Regions from separate parts of the Hordeum vulgare genome. Here region 1 is linked to region 2. A link is a contact called in public Hi-C data. All regions are on one chromosome and are shown on one strand. The core of a region is the stretch at or near the end of the contact, and the rest is flanking DNA. Distances in the headings are between cores, read along the strand shown.

The links. A called contact is a pair of places that touch in the nucleus more often than the background predicts.
Region 1: a contact with region 2 is called in a Hi-C map of seedling, with 3 times the contacts expected there. The contact joins the promoter of LOC123449185 here to the promoter of LOC123449183 in region 2. A contact is called at or near these places in 2 of 6 Hi-C or Micro-C datasets (leaf and seedling) and 1 of 1 datasets of contacts at active chromatin or transcription factors (embryo).

What each region holds. Positions count from the first base shown.
Region 1 is chr4H:509,025,838-509,032,923 of MorexV3_pseudomolecules_assembly, reverse strand. It overlaps LOC123449185 (collagen alpha-1(I) chain-like), which reads right to left and starts at 2,478. Exons shown (of 10, transcript XM_045126303.1): 1 at 1,949-2,478; 2 at 1,769-1,861; 3 at 1,559-1,677; 4 at 1,320-1,435; 5 at 474-1,217; 6 at 193-353; 7 at 8-87. The coding sequence starts at 2,096.
Region 2 is chr4H:508,732,728-508,739,776 of MorexV3_pseudomolecules_assembly, reverse strand. It overlaps LOC123449183 (protein EARLY-RESPONSIVE TO DEHYDRATION 7, chloroplastic-like), which reads right to left and starts at 3,011. Exons shown (of 4, transcript XM_045126299.1): 1 at 1,714-3,011; 2 at 375-541. The coding sequence starts at 2,690.

The DNA of each region.
Region 1 (7,086 bases), core at 1,229-3,728, 290 kb before region 2:
GACGTACCCGAAGGTGCCGACGACGTCGCTGTGCGTCAGGGACGACGGGCTGGACGGCGCCCAGATCGCGAGCCCGAAATCCGACAACTGCCACCGTCGGTACATAGTTCAGTTCAGAGTCCATGTCTGTCGGTACAGAAAACAGACCGATTGTATCCACGAATCCAAGAGTACTAGCAGTACTAGTAGTACCTGAGGCTCGAAGCCGTCCGTGAGGAGGATGTTGGAGGACTTGACGTCGCGGTGGATCACCGGCCGGGAGCCGCCGGAGTGGACGTAGCTCAGAGCCTCGGCAACCCCGACCGCCGCCCTGTACCTCTTCTCCCACGGCAGCGCCGGCTTGGACCTCTTCCCTGAGTTCACATGGATCAGAATTCAGTCACATGTGCAGAGGTGTTGATGGGCGCAGCAGCGTGTCGTGCGTCCAGAATAACAGTTGGCGCGTCGCATGCAGGCCAGGCGTGGCGCCGTACCGTGCAGGTTGTCCTCGAGGCTGCCTCGTGGGAGGTAGCGGTAGACGGAGATGAGGTTGGGGCCTTCGACGCAGACGCCGACGAGCGGCACGATGCGGCCGTGCTGCAGCTTGGTGATGATGTCCACCTCCCGGAGGAAGTCCTTGGACGCCTCCGCCGACGCCCGGCACAGCTTGATCGCCACCCGCTGCCCGCTCGCCAGGCCGCCGCGGTACACCCTGCTGTGCGCGCCCTTGCCCACCAGGTTGCCCGGCGAGAAGTGGTTGGTGGCGTCGTACAGCTCCTCGTACCGGAACCACCGGCACCGGGACGGCACGCCGCCCAGCGTCCGCCTCAGCTCGGCCGCCAGCCCCTCCTGCGCCGGCTCCGGGGACGCCGACGGCGACGACCGCCGCGGCAGGCTCATCACCCAGTGCACCACCGACTGCTTGCGCGTCGCCTCGTGCTCTCTCGCCGTGGCCGTGGACGCGGCGGGCGCGCGCCGGAGCAACGGCCAGCCGAGCCTCTGCTCGGGCGCCGCCGGCGCGCGCACGACGACGGCCTTGGCATCGGCATCGGCATCGGCAGTGTTGCCGTCGTCGTCGCAGGGCTTCGTCAGCTGCGGCGCGGCGCACTGGCCGCAGCCCACGGCGTCCAAGTCCATGGACCGCGCGCTCCGCCGGTTGGGGTTGGGGATGATCACCTTGGGCTCCATGCCGACGCTCGGGTGCAGCAGCGTGCGGAGCACCGGCTTGGGCTCTGCTCCTGGAGGACGAACGGAGCCACCCAACGCTTTACTCAATCAATCACTCACGCACCAACCGATATCAATTCGTAGCTAACATCGAGGTTCAGTACTCTACTGACCAAGTGGCGGCCGGGGGGCCTCCCTGACGAAGATGGCCTTGCCGCCCTGGATGGCGACGACGCTGGTCGTCGGCGGGAGCTTCTTGGCACAGTACTTGGCGAGGCAGGTCGAGCCGCTGAGCGCACCAGAAAAAGAAGGATGGATTACTTTTGGTGCGGGGCGTTAACGAATCGCGCAGAAAACAGACAGTTGAATCACGCCGAGAGTGCTGCTGCTGCTGCCGGGATTGTCTACTGACCCGAAGGAGTACTTCTTGTTGGTGCCAATCACCACCACCATGGCCGCGCAGAGCTTGGCCTCCTTCACCAGCACCTTCTGGATCGAGCTCCCCGGCGTCACCCGCCCGATGAGGACGATCTGACGGACAAAAAAAAAGAAGCATCAATCAATACCAGCACATGAACGCAACCGCCAACGACATTAATGGCGCGGCGTCAAGCTTGCTTACGCACGTCTTTTTTGCTGCAGATGGCCTCGTACTCCGCTAGGTACTCGTCCAGCGTCCTGATCAGCGTCAGCGCGTTCGTCTTGCACAGGTCTCCTTCGATTCGAGGCACAGGGAAATGCTACCATGAATCGAGCTGCAAGCAAGAAAAGGTTCTTGACGGATATGGGGCGAGGTACCTACCGGATTTGCGGTAAATGTGGACGGCGACGACGCGGTCGCCGCTCCTGGCCGCCTGGTTGAGCGCCCACTTGAGCAGCTCCTTGCCGACGGCGTCCATGTGCAGCCCCACCAGTATGCACCGCCCGACGCCCTCCCCCGCCATCGCCATGACAACCAGCTCGAGAAAAATCACCAGGAATCGCACTTGTCCGCCATGACGATAGATAACAGTCGATCGCCGCAGCACGCCGTCGGCTCAACCACTAACCGCCGTGGACCTCCCCTGTTGGCCGATGCGAACCCCGCTTACCGCAGCCAATGCAGTACCACTACGACCCGGAACCTCTCCCTCAGCTCTGGAATAGAAAATGGCGCCGCTGTCGTCGCAGGGGCGGCCTCCCGGAAAGCGAGTGCCGTCACCCGTCCGGCGCGCCCGCTTTACAGCCGATGGATGATCTCACTCGAGCCGAAAGGGGAGGAGGGGGATGAAGCAACCAACCGACCGAGGAGGAAGAAGATACAGTACAAGCGCAAGGAGCCAGCGGGAAGCGGCGAATATATCCTAGCGCTAGGGGGGGGGGGGGGGGGGGGGGGGGGGGACGCGGGCAACAAGCAGCAAGCGACAGAGGTAACTAGCTAAAATCTGGTTGGGTCGTCATGCCTCAGCCCCGGCGACGGTATATAAAATTTCACTCTTGATGGCGCCGCGCCACGCGCGCCGCCGGTCGGCAGGCGGGGGCGGGCTCCGCTCAACCACTCCAACCACAAATGCCGCAGGAAAGACACGGGGCCGCGGAGGGCAGGGGCTTGGGTTGAACGGCCCGAGACGGTCGTCGTCGCGGTCCGCGGCGGCGAGCGGGCTGCTGGCTCTTTGCTAGGCTGCTGTCTTTTGTGCCGCCGGTTAGACGACGGGTAGAAAACGGAGGCGGCGACCGGGACACGCACTCGCGCAGGCGCAGGTGAAACGAAGGAGAGCGAAGTGGAGGTGATGCAATGCTATGGGATACTGGATAGATATGGTCAATTGGGAGAAAAGTATTGTATGTGTGCAAGAGGATCTGTGATGATGAGACGGAGAAAGGCGACGAGCAGGGGACAGGAACTTCTCGGTGGAGGGGTAAATAATAAAGGAGAAAAAAGCGGGAAGATGGTTAGGGGATTGACCAGTGGAAAAAATAGAGGGATGATAGTCTCCAAACCACATGGCTACACGAGGAAAAGGAGAAGAAAAGGGACATTGTTGCACTCTTTCGGAAAGAAAAAGGCATCTGAACTAGCATTTCTTGGGATAATTGGCTACAACATCAGGATCGGTTTGGCACATGGATCGTCTTTCCGCAGGCAGGGCACCCGAATTTGTACAACGGGGGTGCTTCAGTAGGAGTGTTCTACTACTACTACTGGTAGTAGTTGCTGGCGTGTGGCCTCGTTGCAAAGATGATGCAAATGCTTGCACTGGGATTCAAAGATGATGCCAATGCTTGCACTGGGATTAGTACTACTAGCGTTCTTGGTGCTGCCGTATCGCACACTGCATTGCAAATTCAGTCACGCACGCAGCGTTGACCCGTGAACGGAAGCATCATCCTTCGCGTGGGTCGTTTTCGTTTTAGCATCTTCTGTTCGTCTGGTTCAACATTTTCAATAGTGATTCTCGTGCGATCCATGGCCGATGTGGACCGCTGATTGTTTAGTATTATGTTGAATTTCAACGAGGATCTAGGGCCCCCCAACCGTCCTTGTTACTACGTACGTCAGGGGAGGCGTGTTTCAGAGCACTCTTAGCTATCCATGAACCCATGCGTTCTGTGCTCACTCGCTGATCGCGCTGCCGATCGCCATGAAACGTGGATCTCATGTCATTCACCACATCTGTGAAAAATACACAGCATTCGATAAAAACGGAAAACACAGGGCAAATCGGGAGCGGAAGTCCGTATCACGAGAGCTCTGGAGATGAGGCTTTGTCATAATTCGTTTTCTTCCAAATCAAGTTAAGCAAAACCGAGCGCGGGCCGCGTGTCGTACCTGTCACACAAGTCCAAAATCCAAAGAGTGGATGTATTGAGTACAATATACACGAAGGTGACGCCTAGCGTAATAACAATGGCCGCGTCGGATGTTTGTCAGCCGTCACGCATAAGGAACATTTGGATCGCGATCCCTGCAAGCACCACATATGTTGACCTGATGCATGCGTTATCCGCACGTTACGAGATTATAAATCCAGGATGGCGGCTAGGCACAAAACAAAGATTCCTCAAAAAAATAAAAACCTCACACAAAAAGAACCCGAATGATAGTTTCTCGCGCAAAGCACTCTGTTTGTCGTGCAAAGCCCCCTCCCGATTCCAGCCTCCCAACTAGCGCGGCTGCCGACGTTTTTGGAGTAGCACACGAGGAGGCCGTGTTACCGCTAGATTCGATGGAGCAGCACATTGCGCCTGCTGGCTTGCATTGAGTAGGCAAAGCAACGACCTAGGTGTTGGACACGAGTTGCGAAGCAACAACATAGGGCCAGCTCAACGCGAGCACAAACAATAGAGGGGGCATTGGTGCCGACGCGGGGGAGCGACATCATATTGCCCGCAACACTACAACATCTCCTCCTGTGACTGTGCGCTTCTACCACCACCAACGGCGGAGCTATATGGGCTCCTCGGGGATTGTGCGCCCCCCAACATGGAACCAAATTGTGAATAGAAATATATGTGAGGGCTTATATGAGATTTTTTTTAGCTCTTGCCCCCAAGCACTTGTATTTTACGTTTCACCCCTCACACACATCTGGTTCTGTCTACCCCTGCCACTGCCCACCACCTTGTCGTCGCAGCGACATCGTCCCTTTCCTTGCCCCGATTTCATCCCTTTCGACCACATAGGCATCGAGACTAGCAGATCCAGGTACTCCTCTCCCCCTTTTGTTTGTGTATCAGGATAGGTAGATCCAGGTACTCCTCTCCCGCCATCAATAGCAGAGTTGAAACAAGGTGCAAAACTCCTCTGAGAAGATTGAATAGTGGAGTTTATCTTCTTATCCATACAAACACAAAATGCATTTCCAGTTTCATCTATGTAATCATAAGTTTGCCATGTTTTATAAGAGAAACTTGTTAAAGTTTGTGATGTGTATCCTTGAATTCTTACACAACTTTTGCCATACCATCTACAAAACATGACAAAATTTCTCAAAAAAAATTAGTACTAGCCCATGGAAAAAATTAAGAGAAGACACTAAAAAAACACGGAAAACCATTTTGGATCGAGATGCTCCCGTTATGTGTAGCGACCAGGAGCATCGCGACTATGTGTAGCGACCAGGAGCATCGCGACGAACACCCACTCCCGTATTTCCTATTGTATTTGCTGGGCAGAAATCCAGCCCCCATTCCACATAGCACATTTATTATATACCTAGGTCCGTTAGGAAAATTGCTAGTACTAACAAACGTGTGCATGTGTATAGATAGACGTATGCATGCTTCTTGGGCGTGCACACAAATAGTCCTAGGCAGATCTCCATGTGTTGAGCATGTTTCACATATAAAGCCAATATGCGTTGGCGGTTGTGGAACACCCACATGTTCCCACCCATGTTGGTTAAACATTTGAAATTCAAATAGTTGGGGACCACACATCAAGACAAAGAGTATCCACACACACACCCAGCGGCCCCATCTGCATAATGAGCAGTGTCGACCTTACAAATTGTTTTATTTCTTTAAATAGCCATTGAAAAACACTATGCTAATAAACATTGATAGGAAGAATCCTATCCTTCCTCTCCGGTTCCATAACAATATGACATCCACATTCGAAAAATTTAAGTACTCTGAAAGAACAAATAATTTGTTCTAAAAAATGAAGCATCCTAGCTAACAATGTCTAGTTTGAAGGTTAACAACTGTTGCGTTCGTGCATGTGTTCTTCATGTGCCCGACCACACCACAATTGCTACATTTGTCCTCCTTCCTGGGTTCCTTCGACAAGTTGCCTCTCCCCGGACAAGTCGTATTCTTGCGCCCTTTCCCTTCGCAAATACTGCAAAATCGAATTAGCTTACTCAACTCTTTGTATGGTGCCTTCTCCCGTTTGTTCATCTTCTGCCTAGCTTACCTTTTATTTTGAGGTGATCCTAGGCCAAGCAGAGTGTCTACATGTATATCTTGACCGCCATCCCCTCACTTCGTATGAGTTCAATAGACTTTGTAGATGCATCCACTGCCACCGTAAGCCCCCACGAAAATAATGTTGGAAATATGCCCTAGAGGCAATAATAAAGTGGTTATTATTATATTTCCTAGTTCATGATAATTATCTATTATTCATGCTATAATTGTATTAACCGGAAACCGTAATACATGTGTGAATATATAGACCACAACCTGTCCCTAGTGAGCCTCTAGTTGGCTTGCTCATTGATCAATAGAAGGTCATGGTTTCCTAATCATGGACATTGGATGTCATTGATAATGGGATCAAATCATTAGGAAAATGATGTGATGGACAAGACCCAATCCTAAGCATAGCACAAGATCATGTAGTTCGTCTGCTAAAGCTTTTCTAATGTCAAGTATCATTTTCTTCTACCATGAGATTGTGCAACCCCCGAATATAGTAGGAGTGCTTTGGGTGTATCAAACGCCACACCATAACTGGGTGATTATAAAGGTGCACTACAGGTATCTCTGAAAGTATCTATTGGGTTGGTACGAATCGAGACTGAGATTTGTCACTCCGTGTGACGGAGAGGTATCTCTGGGCCAACTCGGTAATCCATCATCATAATGAGCTCAATGTGACTAAGGAGTTAGCCACGTGATGATGTGTTATGAAACGAGTAAAGAGACTTGCCGGTAACGAGATTGAACAAGGTATAGGGACACCGACGATCGAATCTCGGGCAAGTATCATACTGGTAGACAAAGGGAATTGCATACGGGATTGATTGAATCCCCGACATCGTGGTTCATCCGATGAGATCATCGTGGAACATGTGTGAGCCAACATGGATATCCAGATCCCGCTGTTGGTTATTGGACAGAGAGGTGTCTCGGTCATGTCTGCATGGTTCCTGACCCCGTAGGGTCTACACACTTAAGGTTCGATGATGCTAGAGTTGTAATGGGAATAGTATGTGGTTACCGAAGGTTGTTAGG
Region 2 (7,049 bases), core at 1,762-4,261:
GTTTGTTGGTATGAGTGGTGGCTTTGGGTGGATTGATGTATACTCTTGTTAGACCTTTGTGGACTAATTAATAAGATAGCATCGATTGATGCAGAGGCCGGGGGTTTGACCTCCTTTAAAAAAAAAAATCTGATGCTTTGTTGATGTGACCGTTAATCCGATCCATCTTTAGATCAACAAGTTCCATTTTTATTTGGAACAGAATCACTGACTACCTAGACTTCTAACTTAAAAGTTCAGAAACTAGAGAATAACCAGAGCATTCTACTAGCTGCCCTTATATTCATCATTCCATAAGAATATAGATAAAAACGGTTAAACTTCATACTTCGTCAAGCTAATGTAACATGCACAGCTTAGTGGAAAAAACTTACCAAATCCGTCCAGCGAAGCAAGAATAACTTCACCAGGCATTAACTTGAAGAACTTCTGTGCAGGTTTGGAGTTGACCACAGTGCTGGTAACAAATCCTGAGACCTTGAGAACACCTGAGAGGATTGAGTTTGCTACCCTGTTGGACATTTTTGTGACCCTTCTGGCCCTGCAGAAGACAGAAGAGAAATACATAAGCCAACTGCATCGAGTAGAGACTGGAGAGGCCCATAAAATTGGTTACCTCAAATATTTCTATAAACATGACAACAATAAATAACCGAAAGGGAAATAAGAATTATCTCAGAATAAGAAATATACTATACTGAGTAGTCTAACACTTAAGTTAAGGCATGCTTTGATAAGGATCCAGATCAAGTTGAAAACATCTCGCTCTAAGCCTCTTTAATGGTATCTATAAATATATCATCATAATGCACACATGTCGGCATGGCAAAAATATCACTGGTCGTTATCAAGATATGTCAGGTGTCTTCCAGGACAGGAAGCGGATAATCGACACTCGTGGCATTGGCTAAGTTCATGGTCAATTGTCATAATAAAGATGCGTCCTCCTCTTAATGGGGGTTACATCTGGGTGAGACATTTTGTTTGCACAACCAAAGAAGGGTTTCTCTTGTCCATGTCTATTTTTAGATAACGGAAGTCGGAAGAAAACATGCAGAAGACCCTACTGCATATCTGACAAATAAAACTGCTCTGTTGAATAGAGCTACTGCAGTATAACTTCATAATCTTATACTCCCTCCCTTCCTACATACTACTCCCTGTGTCCCAAAATAACTGTCTTAACTTTGTACTAGCTCTAGTACAAAGTTATACTAAGCTCAAGACATTTATTTTGGGACGGTAGGAGTGTACAAGGCCTTTTAGAGATTGCACTATAAACTATACATACAAAGTAAAATGGATGAATCTACATTTTAAAAGATGTCTATATACATCCGTATGTAGTCCATAGCGTAATCTCTAAAAGGTCTTATATTTAGAAACGGATGGCGTACTATTAAAAACATTGTAACCGCATAATGTTCATCAAGTGCAATGCAATGGAGGTATAGTAGGAACCCTGACTATTCCATGATATGCAACGAAGCTATAACTGATTAACCAAATCCTGATCTTAGACCATGCAACTGATGGCAAAAGGTGAATCATCTCATTCATTAAATTCTAGATCATCCGTAGCAGTCGAATTGTAAATTTAGTGAATCATTGAGTTCATCAAATGCCAGATTAAGAAAGTGCCTTAAGCTACTCCAATGTGAGCTGCTCTGCAACATATAGATAAAAAACAAGTGTAAGTTTGTTCATCCATACCTCTTCATCCTCTTGAGGGAGCTGGGCTTCACCTGCGTAGGCTTGCCGTTGGCCCCCGCGCCCTTCTTCAACACCGCCTCCCCGCATTTGAGGCCGGAGGCTGTGATGTCCCCGCACCAGATGATGCCCCTTACCAGCTGCCCCGAGCCCTTGGCGATAAGCCTCGCCACCGACGAGCTGTAGTCGTCCACGTTTGGCGCGATTGTCGTCCAGAACGCCGCGGACTGCTCCTCGATTTCCTCCTTCTTGTCTCCGGCAGCCTCCTCCGGCGTGATCTCCGACACCGCCCTCGTGTCCATTACCTCGCCCGCCCCTTCGTCGACCTGCTTGACGGAGAAGGTTGTGTACTCCTTCAGGACCCTGTCCAGCTCCTCCAGCACCTGCTCCTGCCCTTTCCCGGCGACCGTGAGGCCGTAGCTCAGCGCCGTCTCCCGGTCCGCGTCCGTCTCCGCCTCCGCGTCCTCCTTGTCGTCAGGGTGGTCCGAGTGCGGGACGTGGAGCGAGAAGAAGTAGTGGCCGGCGTCGAGCTTGACGACGGCGACGTCGCCGGCGAGCGGCCACTGCACGGGCTCCTGCGCGTTGCTGGAGCGGCCGCTGCTGAGGAAGCTGAAAAAGCCGCGCCGCTGGTTGGACTTGTCCGGGGTGAGGCGCGCGAGCACGGCGACGCAGTGGTCGCCCTGGCGGAGGCGCACGACGGAGAGCGTGCCGGCGCCGAGGTCGAGGCTGCGGTCGGGGTCGACGAGGTGGAGCTGCGCGCCCGGCACGTCGACGAGGGTCTCCTCCACCGTGGGCGGGGCCGGGGCGGCGTCCTCTGCCTCGTCCGCCGGGAAGAGGTTCTCGGCCAGCTCGTTCGGGTCCACGGTGGGGTAGAGCGAGTCGCCGGTGCCTGTGCTGGCGGCGCTGGCGGCGGTGTTGTGGTCGGGGTGGGACTGGGGTACCTCAGGGTACATGCTCTGCTGCTTGGAGGCGGAGGCCATGTCGGTTCGCTGGTGGGCTGTCGCGCCGTGTCACAGCTCGCCGGATCGAGGGAGAGGGGAACGAGCCAGCGAGGTGGGGAGGATGGAACGGGGGGCAGGGGATTTTAATACGCGAGGGGTGGAACCGGCGAGGGCGACGGTTGATTCGCGGTGGCGGCGTGGCGCCCAGGTGCGAGGGGATTTGCTGCGCCCGTGACGGCGACGCGGAGGTGGTCGGCAGCGTGTCAGGGACGAGATGGCCGGCACACTGGTGGGCACAGAGATAGCGGTGGCAAAGGGGGATCCGGGTTCGCGATAGACGAGAAGACTTTGGAAGAAAGGAACCGGAAGCCAAGGGAGGAGGACGCGTAGACACCGTCGGGAACAGCTCACCGGCCACGGAGGCTCCGGCATAAAGAAGAAGAGTATAAAGGCCAACACGAACTGGCGCGCTCCAGAGCTCACGTGTGTGCAGCTTCCGGCACCTGGCGGCCTGCCGTTGCACAACTTGAGAGGAGCGGTCGACGGTGCGTAGCTAGTTTTGCATTCACCGCGTCGCCGACGGCGGACAGCATTCAACATGTTTTCTGTTTCCGTCAGCCGTGCACGGGCGGGTCGGCGGCTCCCAACGGCCTTCCACATTTGCCTGCCGTCATTTTGGTGCCTTTTTGCATCTGGGGTCTGTACAACTTGACTAAGGTCATGCTGGCTATAAATCATGTTTTATGTTTTGTTTGGTCATCATGAGGTAGTTTGATAGCCTCGTTTGGATCCATCGGTTGGTTAGAGTTAGTTTAAGAGGATGTCTGATACGTTTTAGTCCTATGATTAAAAGTAGTGAGACTAAAATTTACTAGCCTCACCCATGCTTGAATCCAAATACTAAAGAGACTAAAATCAAGTTAATGAGCATTTATTATCCTCCAAACCCTCAATCCAGAACTTGCCTGAGGAGTTAAATGATGAGAGAGGGGACTAATGCACATTTTAGTAGGGGTACCCCTGACTAAAATATGTTAGCCTCAATACTAGTTTTAGCCTTTCTTTAGTCAGAGGTGCTTGAAACTTTAGCCTCTTAAAGAGACTAGTTTTAGTCAGACCAGTTTTAGTCTCTTGGATCCAAACACCCTCTTAGAGTACTAACATAGGTAGATATCGTATCGTATTAAATGTCATGCTACTATGTGTCAAGCATGTTAATCAATGTGGTCATATATGATACTACTTTATGATACTATGCACTATGGAGGTAGTATCATACAATAGTATCATATGCATGATACTATATATGATACTCCCCACTATGACCCATCCAAAAACTATCTGACCAAAGAGGTGTTAATTGGAGCTAGTTCTCATCGAGTCCACTAAAAATTCATTTTTTCTCTCTATTCCACCATCCAAGAGGTGCTAATTGAAGCTAGTTCTCATCAGGTCCACTAAAAAATCATTTTTGTTTCTCTATCCCATCCGCCAAGAGGTGCTAATTTGAGCTAATTCTCATGGGGTCCACTAAAAAAATATTTTTTCTCTCTCTATCCCACCAGCCAAGAGGTGCTAATTGGAGCTAGTTCTCACGGGGCCCCACTAAAAAATCATCTTTCTCTCTCCATCAAGTGCATGTATTGTCAATCTAACCTTGTCATCCAAAAAACTCTTTGGTTAGAGTTAGTTTAGGATTAGTCATGAGCTAGAAACTAACTCTAACCTCTAGCTAAGTTAGAGTATCCAAACAGGACCGATATATGACATTTAATGAAAAACTGTTGAAGGTTCTAGATAATGCCCCACGTCGTCACGTGTTTACTACAGAAATATTCGGTAATAAACTTGTGAAAAATAAAAATAAAATGTACAATAATATTATGGTACCACATTCAACCTAGAGGTAGATGAATGATGGATGCATACTATGTTTTCTTGTGAATTCAAGTTCAAATATCTATTGTTGAAAAATAAAAATAAAATCAATGATGTGGAGAGCTTTCATGTTCTCTAATGACGTGGAGGACTTGCATATCGTAGAAAGCGGAAAGTGAAAACTTCAATGGTTGCATAGTCGCTTGATGGTGTGAAGGGCCACATGTGGCGGAGCGTGGAAAATTAATTGATTGCATGCGCTTGATGATTTCGATGGGCTTGCATGTGCATTCGAATGACATGGGACATGTGTGAGACACATGTGATAAGATGGATATGTTGCATGTTGAAATAAATAAGCACATATATTCAACTGCATATCTTATTTTTGAGCGACACGGTTGTAAGGATCCATGAGAAGCAACCAGATGAATTGTATGTGTCAATTGCCATTTAGCTAGCAAGCTTATTGATATTGAAGTTTCCCAAGTTGTGCTTCCCGATATTGTATTTAAAGTTGTTCTCTGAATTCCTTATATGAAAAATCGATAGAAGAGGTGTCTACAAGGGGGTTAATAGACTGCTTGCATAAATTAAAATCCTAGCATTTTCCAATTTGATAGTTGGTACATTTTAGCAATTCTAACAAGTCTAGTGCACCCTACACATGCTAGTCAACAAATATGGCAGCGGAAAGTAAAGACTTTGCACATGTAGTAAAGAGTAGAGTTTAGGAAGATCAAACGCGAAGAAGTAGACACGACAATTTTTGGCATGGTTCCGATAGGTGGCGCTATCGTACAACCATGTTAGTGAAGACTTCAACCCACGGAGGATAACGGCCGCGAGAGTCCACGGAGGGCTCTGATGGTGAACGTTGCCTGGGAAACAAAAAAATTCCTACGCACACGAAGACCTATCATGGTGATGTCCATCTACGAGAGGAGATTTGGATCTACGTACTCTTGTAGTTCGCACAACAGGAAGCGTTAAGAAACGCGGTTGATGTAGTGGAACGTCTTCACGTCCCTCGATCAGCCCCACGAACCGTCCCGCGATCCGTCCCACGATCCGTTCCGATCTAGTGCCGAACGGACGGCACCTCCTCGTTCAGCACACGTACAGCTCAACGATGATCTCGGCCTTCTTGATCCAGCAAGCAAGACAAAGAAATAGATGAGTTCTCCCGCAGCGTGACGACGCTCCGGTGGTGGTGAGGATCTACTCCTGCAGAGCTCTGCCCGAGCTCCGCAGAAATACGATCTAGAGGTAAAACTATGGAGTCTAGATCTGAGTTGCACGCGGCAAAAGTTTTCTCAAATCAGCCCTAAATCACCACTATATATAGGAAGGAGGGGGGAGACTTGCCTTGAGGACCAAGTCCCCAAGGGTGCGCCGACCAGAAGGAGAGGAGGAAACCTACTCCAATTAGGATTGGAAAATGGAGTCCTTCTCTTCCTTCCCACCTCCCTTTTTTTCTTTGGTTTTCTTCTCTTGTCGCGAAGGCCCTCTTGGGCTGTCCCACTGATGACCCACAAGTATAGGGGATCAATCATAGTCCTTTCGATAGGTAAGAGTGTCGAACCCAACGAGGAGCAGAAGGATCTGACAAGTGGTTTTCAGCAAGGTAAAATCTACAAGCACTGAAATTATCGGTAACAAGTGATTGTGTGGTGAGATGATTCATAGCAAGCAACAAGTAACAAAAGTAGCAACGGTGCAGCAAGGTGGCCCAATCCATTTTGTATCAAGGGACAAGCCTGGACAAAGTCTTATAGGAGGAAAAACGCTCCCGAGGACACACGGGAATTTCTGTCATGCTAATTTTCATCATGTTCATATGATTCGCGTTCGTTACTTTGATAGTTTGGTATGTGGGTGGACCGGCGCTTGGGTACTGCCCTTACTTGGACAAGCATCCCACTTATGATTAACCCCTCTCGCAAGCATCCGCGACTAAGAAATAAGAATTAAGACAAAGTCTAACCATAGCATTAAACTAGTGAATCCAAATCAGCCCCTTACGAAGCAGCGCATAAACTAGGGTTTAAGCTTCTGTAACTCTAGCAACCCATCATCTACTTACTACTTCCCAATGCCTTTCTCTAGGCCCAAATAATGGTGAAGTGTTATGTAGTCGACGTTCACATAACACCACTAGAGGAAAAACAACATACAACACATCAAAATATCGAACGAATACCAAATTCACATGACTACTATTAGCATGACTTATCCCATGTCCTCAGGAACAAAAGTAACTACTCACAAAGCATAATCATATTCATGACCAGAGAGGTAATGAGTAGCATCAAGGATCTGAACATAAAGTCTTCCACCAAATAATCCAACTAGCATCAACTACAAGGAGTAATTAACACTACTAGCAACCTTACAAGTACCAATCGGAGTCGCGAGGCGGAGATTGGTTACAAGAGATGAACTAGGGTTTGGAGATGAGATGGTGTTGATGATGATGTTGATGGTGATGAGTCCCCTCCGATGAGAGGAGTGTTGGTG